2 separate regions of the Bicyclus anynana genome follow, and region 1 is linked to region 2. A link is a contact called in public Hi-C data. All regions are on one chromosome and are shown on one strand. The core of a region is the stretch at or near the end of the contact, and the rest is flanking DNA. Distances in the headings are between cores, read along the strand shown. Region 1 holds the start of LOC112055963 (deoxyribodipyrimidine photo-lyase). Region 2 overlaps LOC112044204 (kinesin-like protein KIF13A).

Evidence for each region. Hi-C and Micro-C count contacts between places; a contact is called where the count stands out from the background.
Region 1: a Hi-C map of whole body shows a contact between it and region 2, with 2.1 times the contacts expected there. The contact joins the promoter of LOC112055963 here to the enhancer-like site in region 2. A contact is called at or near these places in 2 of 2 Hi-C or Micro-C datasets (whole body and whole larva).

The regions. Positions count from the first base shown.
Region 1 is chr1:16,313,237-16,319,892 of ilBicAnyn1.1, forward strand. It overlaps LOC112055963 (deoxyribodipyrimidine photo-lyase), which reads right to left and starts at 4,036. Exons shown (of 8, transcript XM_024096266.2): 1 at 3,709-4,036; 2 at 2,327-2,491; 3 at 1,636-1,838; 4 at 145-303. The coding sequence starts at 3,949.
Region 2 is chr1:16,085,422-16,091,400 of ilBicAnyn1.1, forward strand. LOC112044204 (kinesin-like protein KIF13A) reads right to left here. Exons shown (of 38, transcript XM_052884050.1): 25 at 5,085-5,276; 26 at 4,299-4,443; 27 at 3,647-3,795; 28 at 2,932-3,077. Among protein-coding and RNA genes, the nearest start is that of LOC112044201, 24 kb to the left of the region's middle. Within about 2 kb of position 3,005, at least 1 of the 8 cell types and tissues checked has open chromatin away from gene starts, as enhancers often do.

The DNA of each region.
Region 1 (6,656 bases), core at 2,786-5,285, 230 kb after region 2:
CACTTAAGGGGCCTCTTGTAGTCTGGGGGCCCGTATCAAACGTATCAATGATATTTATTTAGTTTATTTATTTCCTACAGAAAAACAAAACTTATGCAAACAAAGTCTGTGGTGTTTACTACAAGAATATAATTGCTCAATTACCTCTGGCTCAAACTGACTGGTGTGAGGATGTTTGATGACGGGAGGGAACTCGGTGAGATACTCGTCCAACTTGGAGTTGATCTTGTTCCGGATGGTGCGCGCCGAGTACTCCTGCTTGTCGGACGCCACCCAGCACGGCACTATGTTGTGTGCGTCTACCTTCAAAATACATACATAAAATGTATACGTCTGTTTGTTGGTAAGACTTAGAATGAGTATCCAAAGCTGCTCTAATAGGATCTTACCAAATTTGGCTAGGCAGGAAGAAAAACACGAGCAGAGAACGGGGAGTGTTGATCGATCGTCAAGGAATTCCTTAACCCTACATCCTGTAGTCACAAGTTCAGGACTCTGCTCGGAGATTTTCTCTCTACCACGCGATGGACCCGGCACCCGCACGGTGAATTCATGGAATGCTAAGATATTCATCTCATATTGAACATATAATGCAATGCCTCCAGTTATAGAGCATCTAATTATAGGTAATTTTATGTATATTTTTATGTAATTATGCCTTAACCTAATCTTAATATATAAATGCGAAAGGTCATTCGTCACGAAATCTCGAAACCGCTTTATTTACAAACCTGAAATTTAGCAGGGAGGTAGTTTATAGTTTGTAGGTATCTACTAAGAACGGATTTTGCATATTTGCATAGGGCCGGATTAAAGAGGTCTAGGTACGAAGTGGCAGGCGTCCGCTAGTAGTATATATTAGAAAGTTTGAAGAATGGGGAACCTTAGACCTTTCCAGAGATTTAATTTTCTATCCCCTAACTTTGGACTATCGCCATGGTATATGTAAAAAGACACAGTTAATATTAAAAAAAGGACATAACATGAGTTGCTTAATTTGATGTTTCAAGCTTAACTCCTATAATATTTTTTACGAAAAATTGTAAAATCATTGCAAGCACCTTTGATACATCTATATTCTCAGATTTCGGATTAAAAATATCATACAATCAATGATAATAATCAGGATCAACAGCTAAACTGGCATGTCGCATGGCGACTTCGTTCGTAACACTCCCGATGTTCCGCGCGGGCCGGGGGCGTGTATCGATGAATGAAAACCCACGACTGATACACGTCACTTCCCCGCACGCATGATTTCACACCCGCGCAGTCTTTCCCTTTCCCTGTCGCCCGCATATCATGGGAGTGTTATTAACAAACTAACCAGACTATATAAGTATGACCCTTAACCACATAGGCTAATCTTTTTTTTTTTTTATTCTTCTTCAGGAGGGGAAATCCTCATGGACACCCTAAAGGGTAGTGCCGGACTCCTACCGGCTAAAACCCCTCCTATCGCCCTGTTAGCCGTGTACCCGCCTTTCAGCCTATAACACGGTAACATTTTTGTCTGTCTTAAGTTCTTGTTATTTTCCTCCTCTTTTCCTCCTTTTCCTTTTCCCTAATAATATCCTCAAGGAAATAACATAGGCTAATCTGAACTTAACTAACTTAACTAACTTAACATTATACCTGTATTAATGGTATATTCTTTTTAAATTTCTTCTTGGCCCCTTCCACCCACCCCATGGGAACCCTGAGGGGGTTGAAGTCGCACACCACGGCGCCTATCTTGTGGTCTATGATCCACTGCGGCAACGCGTCTGCTCCACTCCCTTCCAGCAGGTGGAAGGATATGTTTAACTTTTTGCATTCCGCTGCTACTTTTTCTAGACCTGCAAATAAATTTAAGTGATGTCTTTTACTATTGCTGTACTTTAGAAAACTTTTACAGGAGCGATCTTTCCAAAACTGTGATTAAATTTTACAAAATTAAATACTTAATTTGAACAACACAATCAAAGAAGTGTTAGTATTAGTTAACTGTCAAGGATGTCCTTAATCCTACACTATCGCTCACAAGTCCAGGGAATTGCGAGGAGTTTTTCTCTCTGCCACACAATGGACTATGGAAATATACTCTATACTGTCTGTCATTAAAAAATCTAAATATTAACATTCTGTTTCGCGAATAAACATCTGATCCTATTTTAAAATGCTTTGACCAATGGAAAGCTATATTATCAGCGAGTAACATAGGCTATTGTAACTCAGTATTCCCATAGGAACAGAACTATGCAGATAAATCTGTGGGTCTGCTGGTAGAAAATAAGGTCATTTTATTTATACTTACCCAGTCTGCTATAAAATAAATACCAATTACCTTTAATTAAAAAATGGAATTGTCTAACAGAGGCATCTAAATATTTGGCTATTAAGCAGAAGCAAACATGGAGCGGCACTTCATTCTTCAGTGCCAACTTCTGTGCAAACAGAAAAGCCCAGTTGTCTTGCACCCTGCTGTCTCTTGACATCCAATACACTATACCTGTCAAAAAAAAAAAACATATTATAGTCAGATGCAATGTTTATGACGTTTCCGAACATTGTGCGTTAAGCTGCGCAGTAAAAGATTTTAGGTGTCAGCCGCAACGCACAGGGGCGGCGGCAAGGCATTCCTCCGAGCACGTTTATCACCCACCCGCCGTCGCTTATGCGGCTTGACTTTACGTATGACCGGCGCCGTTTTGACGGCCTACGTGGCGCAGTGGTATGCGCGGTGGATTTACAAGACGGAGGTCCTGGGTTCGATCACTGGCTGGGCAGATTGAGGTTTTCTTAATTGGCCCAGGTCTGGCTGGTGGGAGGCTTCGGCCGTGGCTATTTACCACCTTACCGACAAAGACGTACCGCCAAGCGATTTCGTGTTCCGGTATGATGTCGTGTAGAAACCGAAAGGGGTGTGGACTTTCATCCTCCTCCTCACAAGTTAGCTCGCTTAGTGCATACTATACATCTGTTATGATTGGATAAACATTAGTTGATAGATAGATTGTCAAAACTGTTGTACTGTCAACCTATCTTATCTGCAATCTGACTATTGATCAAATACCTCAAGGAACTTGCAACATTTTCTTATCAGTGCTAAAATATAGGGTTGTCAGGTCTTTACTTATTATAAAAATTTTGTTTTAAGATATTATTTTATGTATTACATACTTGACTGGAAGATTAAGTTTCAGCATACTTCAGTACAATTGTATAATTAGAATATATTGAATATGAAACTTTAAAAAGTGTGCCACCCCTAAAATGATATTACAGTATGTTTCAAAGATTACACATTGACTTTTGATATACAGTACTGATAGCGACTCTCTATAAAGACTAATACAGTATGATTTATTTAAATTGGACTATACAGGCTGATCATAAAGATATATTGTGAATACAATTTCTATGTGTCACTCATATCAACAAACTATGAAGCCTTACAGTAAACAAAAGTTTAATGAAATCTTAGATGAAAATTGTAATGAAATTTTCTAAAAATCTCAATGGCCAGTTTTTTTTAAAGAAATAATAAAGAGGTAAAGTTTGTGAGGTTGTAAGGGATAATCTCTGAATCTACAGAACCAATTTTGAAAATTCTTTTACCTATAGAAAGGAATTCATTTACTTATATTTGTAAGTCTCAGTTTATCTCCGTATTCTAACAGGAACGGGATCTACGTGGATGAAACTGCGGGTAATTAATGTTTATACCTTCACAGCCGTCCGCAACCTCCTGCTCCTGTGATATTATGCGCACACGTTTTTTGTTAAAATTAAATGTTAAGATCGATTCAGCGGTCCCTTCCCGCTTCTTTTGTATTTGGTTCATGAAATCACTGATATTATTGTTTTTGCCTTCGGCAGTGGTCGTTGGCGCAGACAGTTTGAGCTTTTTCGCTGATGAAGCCATCTTCGTATTATAGTTTAAAAATCTTACAACACTAATCTTCATTAAACATCTTAATTTTCGAAACAATAAAAACAACAAATTTCAAAGGTTTTGGTGGGTTGTATTTGCTTTTGATAATGCTTTGACAGTTGACGTTGACATTGACACTTGACAGCCGGTACACACAAATAATTGTAAAATATTGCCATTAAAATCCCATGCCTACATTAATAGTCTGATAAATAATATATATTTATCAGATAAACGCTTTAGGTGTCAAAGGATAAACGAGCACAATATGTGCTCTTTAGTACAAAAAAAATTCTCCGTCTCCTATAAAAATGATTGAGGTGTCATTCAATTCGGAATTGAATAAACTTAGTTTTTGAAAAAATTGGAGGCACTCTTGCAAAAATTTCAAAAGTTATAAACAATTAACTAAAAATGAAAAGGGGTTCGGTTTTTGACTCATAACTCAAAAACAATTTGAGATATTTATTTAATTTGACAAAAGATTCAAAAAGAATAAGAAAATTTTCTAACAAAAACTGTAACCTTTAAAAGTCTATAGTCCACAACTTTAGGCTTTTTACACAACAATATCACTTCTCAAAAAGGTTCTTTTAGGGCGACACTTTTCGTTTTGATTCACATACATTATATTTTTAATAATAAGCTTTACGGCTCTGGGTTCTGGCCCTTTTGAGCCCGGATTCACAAACAATAAATTAATTATCTCGGACCAATAATAGAAAGACCTGCCTCGCAAGACGTTACCTCTCTGTCAAAGAATCAACGATCTATTTACCTATATAGAGCGGGGCATTTAGAAGTGTTTGTAAAGTTGAGCGGCTAACGCGTGTATAAAAACTAACAAACGCGTTAGATTGTTCGGTTGTATCGATGTTTCATTGTTGTAATCGTTTTCGTCGTCTAAAAAACTCCCTAAATATTCTTTTTTGTGTAGTAAGTAGTTCAATGGCATGAAAAACGGCCAACGACTTCTAATTCAGTAAAAGATGACGTGACGTTCAATTTGAAAATATTTCTATTTTATTTTTGTTATTCTTAACATGTTAGCCCTTGATTTCAGTCTCACCTGATGGTAAGTGATGATGCAATCTAAGATGGACGGTATGATTTCTACACGACATCATACCGGAACGCTAAATCGCTTAGCGGTACGTTTTGTAGGTAGGGTGGTAACCAGCCAGACCTGGCCCAATTAAGAAATCCTCAATCGGCCGAGGATCGAACCTAGGACCTCCGTCTTGTAAATCCACCGCGCGTACCAGTGCGCCACGGAGGTCGTCAAAAACATAATTATAATTTATAATAAATTTGTAATAAAAACAATATCTAAAAGAAAAATCGATTCTATTCTTCTAACGAACGAACGAACAGCAAAACATCGATCCATTAATTTAACGTTCTGTGTACAGATTATATTATTCTTGTTAAATATTTTCGATGAGTGAGTTTACCTCGTCCCCTTCAAAAAACGACAGGCATTTTGTTTCTGCATTTGGGTGCTATTTCATTTCCATGTCTAATTCGTCTATGTTAATTATTATATAGAGTTTGCACAATGTTGGGCAAAATTTGCCATTTCTATTTCTATTTCATGACAATATTCGTTAATAATGCTGTAGTAAAATGTTGAGCACCCCTGAGTCATATGTTTTTGTTTATTTACATTGTTTAAAATACCTACCCGATCTGACTATAGACAAATATTTATTTAACTAAATATTGCGCTGAAAATGGGGTTCCGCCGGCCGGACATGTCACCCCGCTAGGAAGGGTACCACTCGGATATTTTTATTTTTCGAGTAGTTACTAAATATTAATTTAAAAATCTAAATATCTATCTATAAATTCAGAATAAATTCAAGACATAGCAAAACAAACTACCGTCAACAAAAAAGATTTTCTTTGATTTTTCAAAGAGTTAGTGACTTGTAAACTTATTATGCTTCAGGTTTGTCCTCTAGATTACCACAAAGTATACACAGTAGTAAACACATGGTGCTGCCAGTCCACACTGTATTTGAGATGGATTTTTTTTTTTTTTTATACTGGTATCCCTGCTACCGGATCTGTAATCTTCATTACACATTCTGTGCGTCGCCGGGCTACACGTGCCTACGCGTCAGTTTTTTGTATAACGAAACAAACAGTTCAAAGATTACTTTCCTTTGTTAGTGTTAGAAAAGGGAAAACAAACTCCTTTATCTGAAGAATACGATAATATAGCAAGAAAAATTAAGAAATTGGGTAAGATACTGACGCGCGCACGACACAAAGAAAGGTCGTCCAAGTCTCCAAGAAGATTGTCCACCTCATCAACAGTGTCATCAGAATCGAAAAACTCATCAAGTCATCGCCCGCTTCATTGTCCGCATTGCAGGACATTAAACATTGAAGGTAAAATAAGTTCATATACCCTCATAATCTTTTTATGTCAATAGACATCATTGTTAACCTACGGGGTTATCACTTGAAAAAACGGATGTTTGGAACATAACATCGCGGGTAATCTACGGGATTATCACATTATAAATGACATGAGAAAAAATATGAACGTAACATTCGATAATTGCGTCTTAATAATCATAGCATTGCGGGTAGTCTTAGGGACTTTGCCGTAATTAACGAAAATAATAATATTGACGCAATTAATAACCTGCGGGGTTATCACTTGAAAAAACGGATTTTTGCAATATAACATCGCGGGTAATCTACGGGATTATCACTCTATAAACGACAT
Region 2 (5,979 bases), core at 1,755-4,254:
GGTTTGGACTGCAAGTAAAAAAGTATTGAAACACTTTTTCTAATACTAATCTGGTTGTATTATTTAAAGTCGAGCCAACATTTTGTGGGTTAAGAATATCTATAGCATAAGCTACGATCAAATTACATGATTATGATACAACAATTATGATGATGATGATAATTGACTTTAAAATAAAGTCCATGCAGATAAATATATCTTCATTTGTGTACATAATTTTATTATATATGCAGATAAATAATAATAAATTAAATATACTTTCATTTTTGTATACATAAATAATTTAAGTGAATCAAACATACTATTACATTTTTAGTTTTAAAAAACTGGTTATCTGTATGGACATTATGAAAACATTCAGTGGAACATATTAGGATGATTTCTTATGAATTCTAACTTCTAATCTACGAGTTTTCCACCTTAAGATAATACAATTTATATATATACAGTGCCCATAGAACACCCTAGGCTATAAGAACAGATGGAATTGCAACGAAATGGATAGCAAGGCTAAATTTAGGGCCATGCTTTGACTCACGTTGGTCCCGTTCTTGGCAGCGTTCTCGAGCGCCTGCGACAGCTGCACGCGTGCGTAGCACAACACACACATTAGATATTGTCTACACAGGCAAGTTTATATGCGATGCTTTATCAGACTTTGTGTGACGAACATTATTAGACGGAGGCTGTGCCAATTTAGCATTGTTTCCATACTAGATAGGCTTGCGCTTAATTACAATTACACTCATGGAAAGCAATAATGATGTTAAGGTCGGAACGCACTTGCCCAGAAGATATATATCGACTTTTGAAGGTAATCATACGTGTCAGGAAACACTGACACCGGAATGAGATTCCGCGTCTTAGCTTATCAAAAGTGTTGAAGCGAAAAGCTTCGTTCGTGTCAACTGAACGTAAACAACATATGGATGCTAATGTGCACGGGTATAATTCTTTTCTGTCATAGAATGAAGATGGAAGATTGGATTATGAAATTCCAAACCTGTACGCAATTAGTTGGAATGGGACACATTCCATTCCATTCTAAATAACTACTTTCCACGCAAATTGGCATAGCATAATCAGATGGATGCCAATTTATCCATTACAACTTTTTGGATCGACTTAACCATTGTAAACATTGTAAATTACTGCGCATTTTTAGATGCAATGTTACATGATAAGACATATCAATCATAAATTAGCGTCGACACGGTTCATAAAAATGTTTTAAATATGGCAATACGACTGGCGTTTAAATAAGGTTCGTTAATCAAATTTAAGGAATTTAGAAATATGCCAAAATAACGCTATACTACCTACTTTGCTTGTAATATCATGTCATCTCTACACTCTCAAAAACACTATACAAATGAATGGAAATGAATCGATGCCAAATTGGACACATAACCTCCGTCTTATATTTTTGGTATGAAAATCAAGTCAGATAAACTCGCTCGTATATGCAATACTTTGGCAAGCAATATTGACATACTCGTAGAAAGTTATATTATTAGCTTCTAGTAACTGCTTGTTGTGTATTTTGTGACAATAACAATTATGCATGTATTCTGCATTTTAAAATAAAATCATAAAATTAAAATAATATAATGGTAACTAATTTTTGACGGTAACTATGTGTGAGTAGTACCTAATATTTAGTCTATTTAGGCCTATTTCCTACGTACGCGGTAGTATAATTCTATTATTATTTCGATTACTTTTAACATTTTACTTCATTTCTTTTCTTTAAAAACGTAAAATCTTTACAGATCTGATGAAAAAAAAATACATGTTACATTTTAAATTGAAAATTAAAATATTAATAATAAAAAATATACAAAAAATAATGCTTTTAAAAATGATCACTGTTAAATTCATATAATATATAGATATAGAAATTCATATACTATTTATATATGTATATGAAAAATATGGCATGTTAATTTGTTAGTCACAATATTGTTTACCAGCCAAAAGCAATTAATTAGTTTAGTAAAGCTCGCACGCACTTCCGTACAATATAAACGTGTGAAAAGCTTCACAACATCGAGTCAGCCGGTGGGGATACGATACATAATCTAACAGTTCGTGATACATAACAAAACTGTGCCGCACCAGCGTTGTATACATGTAAGCAGACGCAACATAATGTATTAGGGTATTTTCTCACCACGCTACGCGACTCAACGATCCCTTGATCGATATGCACCGAATCCGACAATTCTGCACCTTGCAATGTTGACACGAAACGCACAACATATTGCGTTGCGTTGCATAAAGTTTGTAACGCATCGCGTCGTGAGAAAGTTCCCTGAAAATACCATAATTACATACTAGTGGCACTTTGGTACTGTACTGTTACACGTCTGCGTTGTAATACGAAATTGTGACGTCACCTATACGTACGTTAAGCTGTGATTACGTGAGCAAAATAATAAATTGTTAATTAAATTAAATATTCAATTGATTTTTATAATGAAATACTAAACTGATGAAAAATCATTGAAAAAAAAAATATCTAAACAATAACGAATTATTATTTCTTTATCTGCATGTAATTCTCAATACACCGTTAAACGTTTATACGTAACAGTCTCAATATTGCAGATCAATACATTTATTTGAATTTGATGTACAACTGTTTTTTTTTTCATTTCAAATTAGAGAAATCGTTTATTAAGAAAAGAACAAGAGATATAAAACAAAAAAAAATACTACTGTTTTTTATATTACTTAGAAATCTGAAGTTTATTCATATTTGAATGATCAGACAATGATTTCTCATCAGTGGTGACAGCTATGTGTACTTTTGAAATTTCATCAAATACTCACTTTAACGCTATAGAGTATTGTCGAATAAGGGTGTGAGTTATAAAAATGGACCGTAAACAAGTTATGCATAAGGTTGAATTTCGGATGCAGACTCACCTGTGAGAAGTTAGGCACGGACGCGGTTTTCCGCATTGTGATTGGTTGACCGCGAGCCTGTTCCAACTCCTTCACGGCGACGCTCTGACGTAAGCGGTCGAGCGTGAGTATACTCTCTACTGCGCTTACGCCGCGCGTGTACTTTTCTAGAGAGATAAAAAAAATGGCGATTTTTAAAGACACACTTTTCAACACATTTTTCAACCATTTTACTGTCAATTTCAAATTCATTCATTCATTCATTAGTATGAAAGTTGTATTTGCATTTACGAAAAATAAAAATTTTTCGAACTAGGTGAACCAAAGACAAACGGCTTTCAGAGAGTCATTGGATGCAGAACTTAGTATTTAAAATCTTCATCATTATTATCAGCGAGCCACTGCTGGGCATAGACTTTCTTGTAAGGATTTCAAAACACGAGTCTTGAACCGCCTGCATCAACATCATAAACCAGATATGATATCATGTGGGAAGTTTACCGACACTGCGCCTTACGCAGCAGGGTCCATGGTCTCTTCGAACAACGACTTAAAAATCTTCGTAGGTATCAATCCTTTGTTTACAATTCACAATGATGACAAACCATTGTGCATCTTAAGAACCTAGGGATAAAGTTCATTGTGACAATATTGGTTTCGATACAATACACTTCACGATGACAAGGTTGTCTTATGTGATCCTTATGTACGTAGCAATAAGGTTTAACATACGAACCAATATACGTTTCTCCATCGGCAGCGCTGGCCTCCTCCCCGGTGGCAGCGATCTGCGCTAAGCTCTCGCGCTCCTCCAGCTCTTCAGACGCTTTGGGAATGTTCGACACCACTTCGTAGGTCACGCCCGTCGCTGGCAACTGATCGCTTCTGAAAACACCCAACGATAACTGTCTTTACTTTCCAAAATACCAAGAGGAGGTCTATCAGGAGCCATTGTGTTTTTGCGAAAAGGCGAAGAAGTTTTTTTTTTTTGTTACAACAGTTTTTTCTCTATTGCTGCTAAGACACATATAGTGCGACCCACTACATATATCGTGAAGACAAAACAACCAATAGCGCCGAATCGGAAATACGACTCTCTCGTCTGTTGCAGTAGGACGAAAGAGAGACTCTTCACGAAATATATCGAGAGTCTTAGTACTTTCATTTAGTTTGAATTTTTTGTGGCAATGAGGCCGTGTCTTTCTGTTTACGTTTAGAAGTTTTTTCTTTTTTATAACAGCTTCAAGAGACTGTAGACCTGAGTATTTGTGGTTTTTCAATAACGGATCTTTTCAGACAAACTGACACCAAAGTGATCCTATAAGAGTTCTATTTTTTTAAGTATGAAAGTCTAAAATTGTAGTAAAATAAAAATGATAGTGATGTACCTGACAATCTTTTTGCGTATTCGATCAGTGAAGCTCTGTCGCTTGTAGATGTTCAACGCGAGCCGCTTGCGCAGGATGAGGTCCATGGGCGCCGGGTGCGACAGTCGCACCGTCGTCTTCAGTATCAGGTACACACGTTCGTTCGCTGCCATAAACAATCATTATCAACTCACTCACCTCTGAACTCGAGTCTCCTCTCAGAATGAGAGGGGTTAGGTCACCACGCTCGCCCAATGCGGGTTGGCAGACTTTACGCACGCAGAGAATTAAGAAAATTCTCTGGTATTATGCAGGTTCCCTCACGATGTTTTTTCCTTCACTGTTTGAGACACGTGTTGTTGTTTGAGATAATTCTGACGAGGTTTAAGTTCGTTGTATACTGTCTTCGGCGTGATACCGAATTTCAAAGTCAAAAATGGTCGGGATACCTTCATTAATTTTACGTGTAATACTATTTTTTTTTCATTGGTTTGCTAAACTGGCACAATTACTTAACCTAACATATATTAAAAATAGCTGCTTCTCATCCTCACGTAATTGTGCCTACTTGAAGCAAACACAACATGCTTACGTAGGGTACATAACGCAAATTATTAATTTACTCTAAACAAAAAGAAAATTTTAAAATCAATGTCGAAGTTGACAAACAACTAATAACAATAATTTTCTACGCGCCAAAGTATTTTTTTTTTTCACTAAACATGTGCGAAAGTTCGAAATTTAAATTTAGTCTGTTGCAGCAGAACAACGTTCACCAGATCAACTAGTATGCTATACGACAGATACCTTCAGTGATGCGGTTGAGGTACTGCGAGTCGTGAATGGAGGAGTCCCACGAGGCGACGGCCGACACGTCCTTGTCGTGGTGGTGCAGTATCGTGAGCTCGTAGAACTTGTTGCCGTGCTCCTTCGGCAGGATGGAGTGCAGGCCCGCCACCGTCACCTCCTCGCCCGAAGAGTGCGTCGTCAGGTCGTCCGCTACAAACATTTTAGCCATCATTAACAACCCATTCATTCGGCCCACTGTTGAGCACAAATCTCCTATCAGTATGGGGTGTTTAAACCCATAACAATAGTCTACCACGCTGCCCTAGTGCGGATTGGCTGACTTCACGAAGAGAATTAGGAAAAATCTTCACCGTTCGAGACACTTGATATTTCATTTCTTAAAATGCACATAACTGAAAAGTTGATGGTGCATGCCCCGGACCGGATTCTAACTTGCGCCTTCAGAATTATAGGCCGGGGTTATATCCACTGGGCTATAACGTTCTCCTTTTAGCCATAATTTGTATAAATTGTCTAATTTCAAAGTCTCTTTAGCTTTGAATATAGTGGTAAAGTGTATTTAGAAAAGGGACACGTGGACAGGTGACTGACAGCGCGTTGGTGTAAAACTGAAATGAGTTATGCATAAAAAAAGATTTGGAAATAAACAGGGATTATTTTATTTTAGTTTAAAATGATGGCCAGCTATCTTGGCTAGGATATCTACTGCTTATTCAATCAATGTCCTTAACTAGTTTAAACACGGCATCTTACCAGAACGATTCTTTTGATCCGGAACGCTAAATCGAGAACCACAAGTTTCTCCCTTTCCACACCACCCAGAACGTTTCGGTTATAAAGCAAGGCATTTCCAATAGCTGTAAAGGTTTTCCAAATGAAGTAAGTACCAGAG